Regions from separate parts of the Mus musculus genome. Here region 2 is linked to region 1. The links are chromatin contacts, called in public HiChIP or PLAC-seq maps. All regions are on one chromosome and are shown on one strand. Each heading gives the region's core, a stretch centred on a gene start, on an enhancer-like site or on the middle of the called end of the contact. The rest is flanking DNA. Distances are from core to core; before and after follow the strand shown.

Region 1 (6,755 bases), core at 119-2,618:
TGATGCCCTGCACACAACCAGCGTCCCCCTTCCCATCCCATCCCCATCCACCCTTCACCTAACACCCCCCTGCTCACCAGGACATCACAGGCAAGCTGTCAGCCAGTCAGGCATCTACCCAGCACCCAACAAGCTGTATATGGCTGGTAACTGTTCAGTTCCCCGGGCCGACAACCGGGGACAGTCTCTGATGGAAGGACGGGAAGAAAGGAGGCAACGGAATCTGGTTATGGTTAGCAGTGTGACCTGGAGAAAGTCAGCTCTGGGTCATGTTCAATTCTTACTCCAGCTGAACAGACTTACGCAAGCCAATTAGCGTCTTTGTGACTCGGTTTCTCCTTCTGCTCACTGGGGATACTAATGGATTTTCATAACCTCATTAGAACTTAAGTGAGAAAACTTTCACCGTTTACTGGGATGGGAAAAAAACTCCCAACGCATGCCAGCCACTTTGATAGCAGAACAGCCCTGCTCAAAGCCCCTGGGATTTCAAGTGTACCGCAGTGGGCACAGGCTAACAGCAACATCTCTGAAGCCACAGGTCCTGGGTTACATACCTTCTCTGCCAGGGAGGACGCTGGCCATGCCAGCTGATGTCTTCTTCAGGGGTTGTGCCCGGGACAGGGTTGCAAGGACTGGATGAGGGGACATTTGTAATGCCTGTAGCACAGCTGCCACCTTGGGTGAGTGCTCAGTACTAGCTGGCTCCTAGCATTAGAGGAAGGGTAGGAAAAAGTAAATCCAGGCAGCTGGCTCTGGGACTGGATGTCGGACCATCACGGCAATGGTGGACGCCCCTAGGAAGCTGGTAGACAGACCCCTCCAGGCTCTGAATGTCCTTCCCCTCCCTCTCCCCTCCCTTCTCAGTGCCAGATCCTTGCCTCACTTCCTGCTCTCCCCTCCCCAGACATTCAGTGAGTTCGAGATTGAGCAGCACCAGGAATGTGCCTATGACCACCTGGAACTGTACGATGGGACAGACAGCTTGGCCCCCATCCTTGGCCGCTTCTGCGGCAGCAAGAAGCCGGATCCCGTGGTGGCGACAGGCAGCAGCCTATTCCTCAGGTTTTACTCGGACGCCTCAGTGCAGCGGAAAGGCTTCCAGGCTGTGCACAGCACAGGTGCGGGGCTGGTGGCTTCAGGCTGAGCACCTCGCAGGCTCAGGAAGGGCAAGGGAGCCGCACGCTCAAACATCCCGGTTAAAAGGAGCGTTCTTCAGCCGCCGCAGGCTGAAGGGCTGCTCTCCTTTGATATTTTTACTTGACAAAACTGGATGTGGGCAATGCTTTGTTGGTGTTGAGTGGCCATCGTCGGCTCCCCTCCCCTCCCCCACCCCAACTTCCTCTTACCCCCCCCCTCCCCGCTTCTCCCTTTTAAACTGTGTCATTTTGCTGGCCTGTGAAGTGCAAAGGTCTGAAAACTAAAGTGAGCAGCCATTTTATTCTCGAAGGGCCACTTCTGGAAAAGGTTGCTTTTTCTTGTCATTTTTCCCCCCTGGCACGCCAAAAGTAGCTCTGCCAGGTCCTTTGGAAGAAAATGTGTGTGCTTCTAACTTGTCTACACTGTTCAATATAAGAAGGCCAATGGGGTAGAAGACTCTGCTCTGGCACTTCAGCCTTAGCCCTGTGGAGAATGTAGCCCCTGTGATCCTGGCATTTGATTGTGGCACAGCCAGAGGCTGCCCAAGAGCCTGAGGCTTTTGTCTGTGGTGCTGAGCAGGAAGTCGTGATTGTGGGACACTGCCATTCTTTTTTAACAGCCCCCTTTCTCACCGCGGCTCTCTTTAATTACCCCCCTACCCCTAACTCCATCCCACTCCCTTAAATCAGAGCCAGAAAACAGGGCTCAGAGCTTACAAAATGGCAGTCCCCATGTCTAATCAGTCTATATTTCCCTGCCGGGCCAGACACCCCACACTTCATGAGACCCTCGCTAGCCTCTTAAGGGTCTATGTTTCCTCCACAGGAGTTTAAGGCCACTGAGGACGGACTTCACCTTCTTGTCCCTTCAGACAGAGCAGTACATGGGCACTCTGGGTCAGAAAGATGGCGCAGTGCTTAAGAGCGCTGGCTGCTCTTGCAGAGGACCTGGGTTCGATTCCCAGCACCTGCCTGGCAGCTTACAATTGTCTATAACTCCAGTTTCAGGGAAGCCAATACCCTCTTCTAGCCTCCACAGACACTGCAAGCACACGCTACACATGCATGCATGCACACAGAGCAAAGAAAGACAAACGCAGGTGCTCTGGGGAGTTGGGGCAATCTTGGGACATAGCTGCAGAATTTAATAAAGGGACTGTTTACAGCAAGGCATGCAGAGTGTGGGGACACCCCAAAGGGACAGGACACGGTTTGAGAACCACAAGGCTATAGTCACCCTAACCCAGAGGACAAATGGAAGAAAGGGCTGGGGGTATTGGGTGCAAATTGCCTAACTTCCCTCTGATCTGAGTGTTGCCAATGGTTGAATTCAGTTACAACGTGACAGGTCACTGGGTTCTGGGGTGGAAGGGTGGAAGGGTGGAAGGGTGGAGGGGTGCTGGAGTGGAGGGGTGGGAGGTTGGAGGGGTGCTGGTGGTGGTACAGCAGGTAGGGAAGGAGTCATCTTGCCTCTTGTGCTTATTGTATGTCTCATGAGTCAAGTCAGACATGAAGTAAAGACAAAAATAAGGACTCGAGTTGGACAGGGCCAGACCCACCCTGGTGACCAACTCTAGATGGGATGTTAAGAACCAAAATTGCCCACAATCCACACCAAGAATAGCACTGGGTCCAACCCCCCAGACTCCTCCCCTCACCCCATCCTACTTCCCTGCCTCACCCCACTCCCAACCTCACAGTGTAATCCCTTTCAGTAGAGATAGAGGTTTCCCTGTTGCTGGGCTCAGTTGCAGTTCTGATATGCTTTTATCGCCCTCTGCTGGCAGAAGTCACAAATTACAGTATACCCTGGAGCTAGTGCAAGCCCTTCTATTTCCAGTTCTTCCAAGGCTTGGAGTAGTCAGAACAGCCATATCCCTGCACACAGTCAGGCAACCGACTCCTTGGCTCCTTTTCTTGATTGGAGGGGGGAGAGAGGGCAGCAGCTAGTCTTCCTCAGCAGCATTCTTGGGGATGTAAGGGCCAGTTTGGATATTCCAGGGAACCCTGCCCTGTTCTCCACTGGCGTCCACTTGCTCCTCATACAGTAAGATGGTGAGGTTGCCTATCCCCTCCTGCAAGGCACACAACAGACTGTAGGGATACTGATGGGACATAGTGGGCTGATGTCCAGACTCTGGGTGCCAGGGCAGAGGGTGAGCCTTTGTTCTCTGTCTGCTGCAGAGTGTGGGGGCAGGCTGAAGGCTGAAGTACAGACCAAAGAGCTCTATTCCCATGCCCAGTTTGGGGACAACAACTACCCGAGCCAGGCCCGCTGTGACTGGGTGATAGTGGCAGAAGACGGTTATGGCGTGGAGCTGATATTCCGGACCTTTGAAGTTGAGGAGGAAGCTGACTGTGGCTACGACTTCATGGAGGCTTATGATGGGTACGACAGCTCGGCACCCAGGCTCGGCCGCTTCTGTGGCTCAGGGGTGAGTCTGCGGGATGTTCAGGCCACCTCTGGATGCATGAAGAATCATACTTGAGCTGGATTCCTAGCTAGTCCCACCACTGTGAGCCACCACCAGGGGCCTGTTTGCCTGGGGCAGAGAGGAAAGAGGAATCCCCAGAGACAGGTCGGGAGGCAGGCAGGTGTCTTCCAGTCACACAAAGGACATTATCAGCGAAGGGGACTGTCTTAGTCAGGGTTTCTATTCCTGCACAAACATCATGACCAAGAAGCACTTGGGGAGGAAAGGGTTTATTCAGCTTACACTTCCACATTGCTGTTCATCACCAAAGGAAGTCAGGACTGGAACTCAAGCAGGTCAGGAAGCAGGAGCTGATGCAGAGGCCATGGAGGGATATTCTTTACTGGCTTGCTTCCCCTGGCTTGCCTCATTCTGCTCTCTTATAGAACCAAGACTACCAACCCAGAGATGGCACCACCCACAAGGGGCCTTTCCCCCTTGATCACTAATTGAGAAAATGCCTTACAGTTGGATCTCATGGAGGCATTTCTTCAACTGAAGCTCCTTTCTCTGTGATAACTCCAGCTGTGTCAAGTTGACACAAAACTAGCCAGTACAGAGACTTCATTCTTTTGCTTTTGTCCCTGTTTTTCAAGAGAGTATTCCCCTTAATTTTTATTTGGGCTTTATGAATTCAATATATCTGTATATATTCCCTATATTCACAATTCTTTTTTTGTTGCTGTTGTTTTTCAAGACAGGGTTTCTCTGTGTAGCCCTGGTTGTCCTGGAACTCACTCTGTAGACCAGGCTGGACTTAACACTCACAGAGATCCACCTGCTTCTCCCTCCCAAGTACTGGCATTAAAGGCTTATTTACAATTCTTATTCTAAACAAAATCTTTGAAGATTACAAACCATTCTTGGTATAATCACAATACCAAGGTCATTATTGTCCTCTGATGGCCCACTTCCTGGGTTGTCTGTATCCCCAGATACTGAGATATATGGCTCAGGCTGAACATATAGCCTGTGCTCATTGGGCACCTAGGGACCAGTGAGACTAATGTCCTGGCTCCTCTCCTGCCACACCCCACTATCCACCCCGGGCTTCAACCATTGTCACACATGCTCCGTTGCTATTGTCTGAGCATATGCAGGTCACTTTGGAGTCACCACTGCTCCTAGTGCAAAACAGACACCCAGCCCAGAATTCGTGTCTTTGAAAGGTTATCCTTCCATCTGTCTTTGTCCTCCCCCAAAGAAAGAACAAGCCAATGAGCTCTCCCTTTGAGGAGAGCCCCTTAGAGAGCATAATTAGTGGGAAGCCCTATTTGGCATCCCTAGGATCTGGCAGTGGCCTTGGCATCTGGCTCCCACCTTGCAGATGACCTGGCAGAAGCCACCTGACAAATGTAGCAGTTCCACCCACTTGCTGGCCACAGTAGAATGTAGACCTGATCGCTGGTCTTCCTTCCGGGTTTCCTGGCAGACACATCACAATGTTAAGAGTCCAGAGATCCATGGAACAGACTTCACAATCAGAAAGACCCGAGTGGGTCCTGCTGCCCTGCGTGATTCTGGTGCCTTAAATGGGATGTGAAAACTGGAGCTTGCTTCATTAAATGTCATTACATGCTTGTGAGGTTTGCATTGCATGAGACCTGGATGTGGTCAGCACAGTGCCTGGCCCACCTGTGTCCTGACAGACGCTAGCGGCTGTGTGTGCTATGTGTCTAGGCTCAGCTTTGTAAAAGCAGGACCCAGGGCGTCTTCCTTGGAGAAGGAGCCTGTTCGGATGCCTGTCAGAGCATCTGGTGATCTCGTGGTAGCTATGGCCAGCCTTAGGCACCATCACACCCGCCTTGAATTCCAACAATAACCAACTGACCTAAAATCCAGCCTTCCCTTTTCTTTTCCTCAGCCATTAGAGGAAATCTACTCCGCCGGAGACTCGCTAATGATCCGCTTCCACACGGACGACACCATCAACAAGAAAGGCTTTCACGCCCGGTACACTAGCACCAAGTTCCAAGACGCCTTGCACATGAGGAAGTAGCGCCTCAGTTCTGGAAAGGCAGAGAGACTGAGGGTGTTTTAAACACTTGCGAGTGAGCAGCCTCCCATGTACAGTGTTTTTTCTCCACAACAAAAACCCAAACTATGTTCTTGAAACTCTATATCTGGGTGACAGTACATGCCTTTGGCCAACGGGAGGAGAGAGAGGGGCCGTTGGTTCTGGCTGTGGCGTTATCAGTCGCAGCTTCTGGAGGAGGTCAAAGTTTGATGTTAGCGACCAAACAGGATGACTTCTTCACATTTGTCTCTAAGCTTTGCTCCTGTGGCTCCGAAGGCCAGCCTGGGGCAAAAGGACAGCTTAGGGCAAAAGACTGCCTCTCTCTCAACTCTGGCCCGGCTTCCATAGATGGCATGAGCCCAGTGTGCTGGTGACTTGGCTGCCCTCTGACTACTGGGCATGGAGGATTATAGATTGGCAGCGGCTTCGCTGATACTCGCAGGTGTGGCTGAACGCTTCTGTGCAGTTCTACCAGAGTCAAGCCAATCAAGAAACCGGAGACCGTGGACACGAGAGTTAAGGTGGCATCCCAGGGCACAGGGAGGGGGCTCAACCTGGGAACCACATAATGGCGCTGGAAGACCTTGAGCATCTTCCTCTGGCCCTGCTTGTCCTTGTCACCTCTGGGGAGCCCCTGTCATCAGTCTCCATTCAGAAAGGAGAACCCACGGTCACTCCTAGCAGAACATTCGCTGGCGAGCACCCCCAGGTTGCTGAGAGGACGCCTAGCTTCACCCAATATTTCTCCTCTGCTCAGAGGCTTAGAAGATGATGTCACCTGCGCTGGGGTTCCCAGATGTCACCTGGGCTGGGGTTCCCATGGGCTTCCAGGAACCTCCCAGCTGAAGGCACCTGCTCTGGCGAACCTCAGCCGCTGGACAGCCAGTTCAAACAGCATCTGCGAGACGTGTCAAGTCATCTCAGGACCAATCCACGTCTCACTGGGAGAAAACTAGTAATTCCACATTATCTAAGAGCCACCGTCTCTGGAACAAGGTGGTCTGTGGTACGACTCATGTAACCAGACAGGTTAGAGTGCGTGGACGGCTTTGCTGGGATTAACCGGGACCCAGCCGCCCTCTTGCACTCAGAATTCTCAGCACCCCTGCACTTGCTCTAGCGGCG
Region 2 (6,996 bases), core at 4,057-6,556, 310 kb before region 1:
CAGCCCTGAGTTTGATTATTTTGTGCTGTCTACTCCTCTTGGAAGAATTTGCTTCCTTTAGTTCTAGAGCTTCTAGGTGTGCTGTCAGGCTGCTAGTGTATGCTCTCTTTAGTTTCTTTTTAGAGGCCACCCTCAGAGCTATGAGTTTTCCTCTTAGGATTGCATACATTGTGTCCCATAAGTTTGGGTATGTTGTGACTTCATTTTCATTAAACTCTAAAAAGTCTTTAATTTCTTTCTTTATTTCATCCTTGACCAAGGTATCATTGAGTAGAGTGTTGTTCAGTTTCCACATGAATGTTGGCTTTCTATTATCTATGCTGTTATTGAAGATCAGCCTTAGTCTGTGGTGATCTGATAGGATGCATGGGATAATTTCAATATTTTTGTATCTGTTGAGGCCTGTTTTGTGACCGATTATATGGTCAGTTTTGGAGGAGGTACCATGTGGTGCTGAGAAGAAAGTATATCCTTTTGTTTTAGGATAAAATGTTCTGTAGATATCTGTTAAATCCATTTGTTTCATAACTTCTGTTAGTATACATGTGTCTCTGATGAGGTTCTGTTTCCAGGATTTGTCCATTGGTTAGAGTGGGGTATTGGAGTCTCCCACTATTATTGTGTGAGGTGCAATGTGTGCTTTGAGCTTTACTAAAGTTTCTTTAATGAATGTGGCTGCATTTGGAGCATAGATATTCAGAATTGAGAGTTCATCTTGGTAGATTTTACCTTTGATGAGTATGAAGTGCCCCTCCTTGTCTTTTTTGATAACTTTGGGTTGGAAGTCAATTTTATTCGATATTAAAATGGCTACTCCAGCTTGTTTCTTACCACCATTTGCTTGGAACATTGTTTTCCAGCCTTTCACTCTGAGGTAGCATCTGTCTTTTTCCCTGAGGTGGGTTTTCTGTAAGCAGCAAAATGTTGGGTCCTGTTTGTATAGCCAGTCTATTAATCTATGTCTTTTTATTGGGGAATTGAGTCCATTGATGTTAAGAGAAATTAAAGAAAAGTAGCTGGGCATGGTGGCGCACACCTGGAGGCAGAGGCAGGTGGATTTCTGAGTTCGAGGCCAGCCTGGACTACAAAGTGAGTTCTAGGACAGCCAGGGCTACACAGAGAAACCCTGTCTCGAAAAAAAACCAAAAAAAAAAAAATAGTTGCTTCCTGTTATTTTTGTAGTTAAAGTTGGGATTCTGTTCTTACGGCTGTCTTCTTTTAAGTTTGTTAAAGGATCACTTTCTTGTTTTTTCTAGGGTGTAGTTTCCATCCTTGTGTTGGTGTTTTCCCTTTATTAACCTTTGAAGGGCTGGATTCATAGAAAAATATTGTGTGAATTTGGTTTTATCATGGAATACTTTGGTTTCTCCTTCTATGGTAATTGAGAGTTTTGCTGGGTATAGTAGCCTGGGCTGGCATTTGTGTTCTCTTAGGGTCTGTATAACATCTGTCCAGGATCTTCTGGCTTTCATAGTCTCTGGTGAGAAGTCTGGTGTAATTCTAATATGTCTGCCTTTATATGTTACTTGATTTTTTCCCCTTACTGCTTTTACTATTCTATCTTTATTTAGTGCATTTGTTGTTCTGATTATTATGTGTCGAGAGGAATTTCTTTTCTGATCCAGTCTATTTGGAGTACGGTAGGCTTCTTGTATGTTCATGGGCATCTCTTTCTTTAGGTTTGGGAAGCTTTCTTCTATAATTTTGTTGAAGATATTTGCTGGTCCTTTAAGTTGAAAATTCTCATCTACTTCTATTATCTGTAGGTTTGGTCTTTTCATTGTGTCCTGGATTTCCTGGATGTTTTGAGTTAGGATCTTCTTGCATTTTGCATTTTCGTTGATTGCTGTGCCCATTGTGCCCATGTTCTCCTTTTTTTTTTTTTTTTTTTTTGACAGGGTTTCTCTGTATAGCCCTGGCTGTCCTGGAACTCACTCTGTAGACCAGGCTGGCCTCGAACTCAGAAATCCACCTGCCTCTGCCTCTCAAGTGCTGGGATTAAAGGCGTGTGCCAACATGCCCAGCCTTGCCCATGTTCTCTATGGAATCTTCTGCATCTGAGATTCTCTCTTCCATCTCTTGTATTCTGTTGCTGATGCTCACATCTATGGTTCCTTATTTCTTTCCTAGGGTTTCTATCTCCGTGTTGTCTCACTTTGGGTTTTCTTTATTGTTTCTACTTCCCTTTTTAGGTCTTGGATGGTTTTGTTCAATTCCATCACCTGTTTGGTTGTGTTTTCCTGTAATTCTTTAAGGGACTTTTGTGTTTCCTCTTTAAGGACTTCTACCTGTTTAGCAGTGTTCTCCTGTATTTCTTTAAGTGAGTTATTAATGCCCTTCTTAAAGTCCTCTACCAGCATCATGAGATATGGTTTTACATTCGAATCTTGCTTTTCGGGTGTGTTGGGGTATTCAGGACTGGCTGAGGTGGGATTGCTGGGTTCTGATGATGGTGAGCGGTCTTGGTTTCTGTTGGTAAGATTCTTACATTTGCCTTTTGCCATCTGGTAATCTCTGGCGTTAGTTGTTATAGTTGTCTCTGGCTGGAGCTTGTTCCTCCTGTGATTCTGTTAGCCTCTGTCAGCAGTCCTGGGAGTCCAACTCTTTCCTGAGTCTCAGTGGTCAGAGTACTCTCTGCAGGCAAACTCTCCTCTTGCAGGGAAGGTGCACAGAGGTATCTGCCTGGAAGGGCTCTGCCAGAGCAGGTTGGGGAGCCATCTTGGGTGCCGGATCCCTCAGGGACTAGTCTGCTCACTCACTCTCTGCAGTCCGAGAGCTGACCTGCACAGACTGGTCTCAGAGGGACCCGGGCTATCAGCCACTTGTAATGGGCATGTTTACTTCACCACTGTACAAGATACTCTCTGTTAACTGCAGTTTTTGCTCACTCCTTAGTTTCCAGCATGTAAATCTTTATATCCATCATTACCTTCATAACATCTACTGAAATAAGCTTGGGGTTACACTTCTTTATTAATGGAACATTTTATGCAATAGCCTTTCTAATATTTATCATATAGTTGCTTTATACAATTTTTTTTTAAAGGCAGGGTCTCACTGTGTCATTTTGGCTGCTTTGGAACTCACTATGCAGAGCAGGCTGGCTTCAAACTCACAGAGATCCACCTGCCTCTGTCTCCTGAATGCTGGGATTAAAGGAGTGTGCACCTTGTCTGTGTAGTTTGAGGAAAAGTCTTACTGTGTAGCCCTGGCTGACCTGGAATTCCCTATGTAGACCAAGTTGCCCTCCAACTCGCAGAGATCCTCCTGCCTCTGTCTCCTGATGGCTAGAATTTAAAATGTGCCACACTACATTACTATTACATAGTTTTTGTTTGTTTGTTTTACATAGGTTTTTTCTATAATTTATTTTTATTTTATATTTACTGGTAATTTGATTGCACGTATGTCTGTGTGAGGGTGTTGGGTCCCTTGTAACTGGAGTTACAGACAGTTGTGAGCTGCCATGTGGGTACTAGGAATTGAACCCAGGTCCTATGGAAGAGCATCAGCCAGTGTTTTTTTTTAAAAGATTTTATATTATTATTATCTCTAAGTACACTGTAGCTGTCTTCAGATGCACCTGAAGAGGGTGTCAGATCTCATTACGGATGGTTGTGAGCCACCATGTGGTTGCTGGGATTTGAACTCAGGACCTTTGGAAGAATAGTCATTGCTCTTAACTGCTGAGCCATCTCTCCAGCCCCACTCCTATCCCTATTTTATTTTATTTATTTTTTTAAAGTAATTAATTTATTTTATGTGCACTGGGTGTTTTATCTCCATGGCTATCTGTGAACCACATTTGTGCTTGATGTCCACAGAGACCAGAACAGAGCATCAGATCTCCTGGGTATTAAGTTACAGAAGATTGTGAACTGTTAGGTGTATGTTAGGAATAGAATCCAGGTCCACTGGAGGAGCAGCCAGCCAGTGCCTTTAACCACTGAGCTGTCTCTCTATCTTGTCACATAGTTTTAATATAAATGGGAGTAAGTTGAAATGACTGAAAACATTTATAAAAAGTGGCAACATTTTACAACCCTGGCTTCATGTATTTTTCTTTATGTACTTTTTCTTTGATATTCTTTCTTTTTTGTTTGTTCGTTTGTTTTTAATATTCTATTTTCATTTTGTTTTCTTTGAGACAGGGTTTCTCTATATAGACCTGGCTGTCCTGGAAGTTGCACTATAGACAAGGTTGTCCTCAAACTTAGAGATCCTCCAGTTTCTGCCTCCTGAGTGCTGGAATTAAAGGCATGTGCCACCACCGCCTGCCAACATATTCTATTTTAAATCAACTTTTGGAGACATTTACATACATGAAATCAATTTATTTAAAGTATATACATCAATATTTTTTTTCTGCAAAAGAGGATGTAGAATCAATGAAATATTGTCACATCTCTGTGAGGTAGGAAACTATCCTTCTTATTCTCAGGGATGGAGGAGTGGGATGCGGTTGAGCCCACTGTCCAGTCCATTGTTTCTGTTCTGTGTGTTGAATGAATGATTGTCACATACTATCTCAGCTGAATGGATGATGGTCTCTGGCATTGTCTTTAGTGACTGCATCAGCTCCTGCTGTTTGGCTGCGCTCTCTTGTTGCTCATCCCTTCAGCAAAGGAAGGTCGGGTTAATTACATTCCCTTTATTTTGGTTGCATTTCTCGTTTTTGTTTTGTTTTGTTTGTTTGTTTTTTCAAGACAGGGTTTCTCTGTATAGCCTTGGCTATCCTGGAACTCACTCTGTAGACCACGCTGGCCTCGAACTCAGAAATCCGCCTGCCTCTGCGCCCGGTGGTTGCATTTCTCAAAGAGACCTTTCAGTAAAGTCTTCTCTTTTGTTCCTTCTGGTCCATTCCCCTTTGATCTAACGAGATCGCACACTCAAGAGACCCTTTGAGCTTTGAGAGGGATGTTTTCTACTCCTCGACCATATGCTTGGCTTTTTCCTTTCCTTTCCTTTCCTTTCCTTTCCTTTCCTTTCCTTTCCTTTCCTTTCCTTTCCTTTCCTTTCCTTTCCTTTCCTTTTTTTTTTTTTTTTAACAGAGAGATGCTCTTTCTCATGTGTCCTGAGGACTCTGGAGAGTCCTGCTGCTGGGCCACGAGTCATTCTAAAGCGGTCAGGCAGCACATGCTGGGTCCACCAGAGAGTGGATTGGAATGATTTAGCCCAGCAGACCCCACAGCTGCCCTGGGCTGTGCCTGCCATCTGGAAGTTCCAGTGCAGTCAACTGGCTACAATGTCCTGTTGTTACTTTTAATCTGGTTTCGTGTGGGTTATCACCGCTAGTAGTCCTTCCCCTTTTGACAGAACTTCCTCTTCATCTGGGATGTGTGGTAAAGGCTTCAGGGAGGAAGGGATTAAGCCTTAAGGTCCCCTTTTCTGGCAAACATCGAAGACAAAGTAAGGATTCTCTCAGCTGATCACTTCTCGTCCACTTCCTCTTCCGGGGATATTTTAGCGTGGTGGTTCTCAACCTGTGGGTAGCGACCCCTTTGGGGGTCAACCTGGCCTTTCATAAGGGTCACCTAAGACCATTGGAAAACACAGATATTTACATTACAATTTGTAACAGTAGCAAAATTACAGTTATGAAGCAACAATGAAAAAAATGTATGGCTGGGGTCACTACAACATGAAGAACTCTATTAAAGGGTCACAGCATTAGGAAGGTTGAGAACCACTGGCTTAGGGTTTTTCCTTATTCGGCATTTTCTGGAGACAGTCTGGAGTGAGAATCTGGAGATGATATTCCATGGTCTAAAACACGTAGAAGCACTGCATATCCAGAGACACTCTGCAGGGTAACTTTGATACTAACTTCCTTGATCCCTCCCTCACTTCCTGCTTCATCAGCTTTAGGCATCCAGTAGTCTCTAAAAAAACCAGATCTGGCAGGGTTGTGGCATGCCTTTAGTCCCAGCACTCGGAAGGCAGAGGCAGGTGGATCTCTGTGAGTCTGTAGGCCAGGCTGGTGTACAAAGAGAGTTTCAGGACAGCCAGGGCTACACAGAGAAACCCTGCCTCAAAACCAAAGCAAACAAATGAGAGAGGGAGGGGGAGGGGGAGGGAAACATTTTTTATTTGCTATCTAAATACACACATTTAGCCTGGATAAGTTAAGACTCATGTTTAAGCAATGAATCATACTTGAATGGTTATAGTAGTTTTATTCAAGTGCAAATGAGCCAAATGTTTATCAGATTAAAAATTATAGTATACTCTCTGTTTGTTTTTGAGACAGAGTTTCTCAGTGTAACAGTCCTGGCTGTCCTGGCACTTGCTTTGTAGACCAGGCTGGCTTTGAACTCACAGATATTTGTACATGTGTACCCCCACTTGAAAAAATTGTGGTATACTCTAACAATTCTAATGCACAATAGAAGGCACAAACCAATGACACACACACACACACACACACACACACACACACACACACACACACACACCATGGATGAGTGGAGGGCAGACACAACAGCATGCACTACGTGGTTCCCTTAACACAAAACTAGAAAATCAATTTCATCTCAATGGCAAAGAGGTTCATAGCTACCTTTGGACACAGATAGAGAGGAATGGGCTTTAAGAAGGACATGTGAAGGGGCTGGAGAGATGGCCCAGTACGTAAGAGCACTTGCTATTCTTCTGAAGGATATGAATTTGGTTCCTAGCACTCAGGTTGGGTGGCTTGTCTGGCCTCTTGGGTACCTACACTCATGTGACATATGCTCACACACACACACACACACACACACACACACACACACACACACACACACGTAAATAAAAGTAATAAAAGCAAACCTTTAAGAAGGCACATGAGGATGAATGAATATGTTCTGTGTCTTGAGGATGGTGGGAATTATATGCCATACAAACCTGTGGAAAATATTGAGATATATACCTCAAGTAAATTTAACCTCCACTCTGGTACTGTGGCCCATATGCACACACGCACACACACACACACACACTCAAATATAATAAAAA

What was found. HiChIP or PLAC-seq counts read pairs in DNA pulled down with a chosen protein or histone mark.
Region 2: a contact with region 1 is called in an H3K27ac HiChIP or PLAC-seq map of microglia, with 6 times the contacts expected there. The contact joins two enhancer-like sites. A contact is called at or near these places in 2 of 39 promoter capture datasets (embryonic stem cells and hippocampal neurons) and 1 of 115 datasets of contacts at active chromatin or transcription factors (microglia).

What each region holds. Positions count from the first base shown.
Region 1 is chr19:41,083,039-41,089,793 of GRCm38.p6, reverse strand. Tll2 (tolloid-like 2) reads left to right here. Exons shown (of 21, transcript NM_011904.4): 19 at 908-1,121; 20 at 3,324-3,574; 21 at 5,478-6,755. The coding sequence ends at 5,612. Among named protein-coding and RNA genes, the nearest start is that of Opalin, 9.3 kb to the right of the region's middle. Within about 2 kb of position 1,368, at least 12 of the 459 cell types and tissues checked have an H3K27ac peak or open chromatin away from gene starts, as enhancers often do. A contact at or near this core is called in microglia, where this site is marked.
Region 2 is chr19:41,401,086-41,408,081 of GRCm38.p6, reverse strand. No RefSeq gene overlaps it. Among named protein-coding and RNA genes, the nearest start is that of Pik3ap1, 19 kb to the right of the region's middle. Within about 2 kb of position 5,306, at least 70 of the 459 cell types and tissues checked have an H3K27ac peak or open chromatin away from gene starts, as enhancers often do. A contact at or near this core is called in microglia, where this site is marked.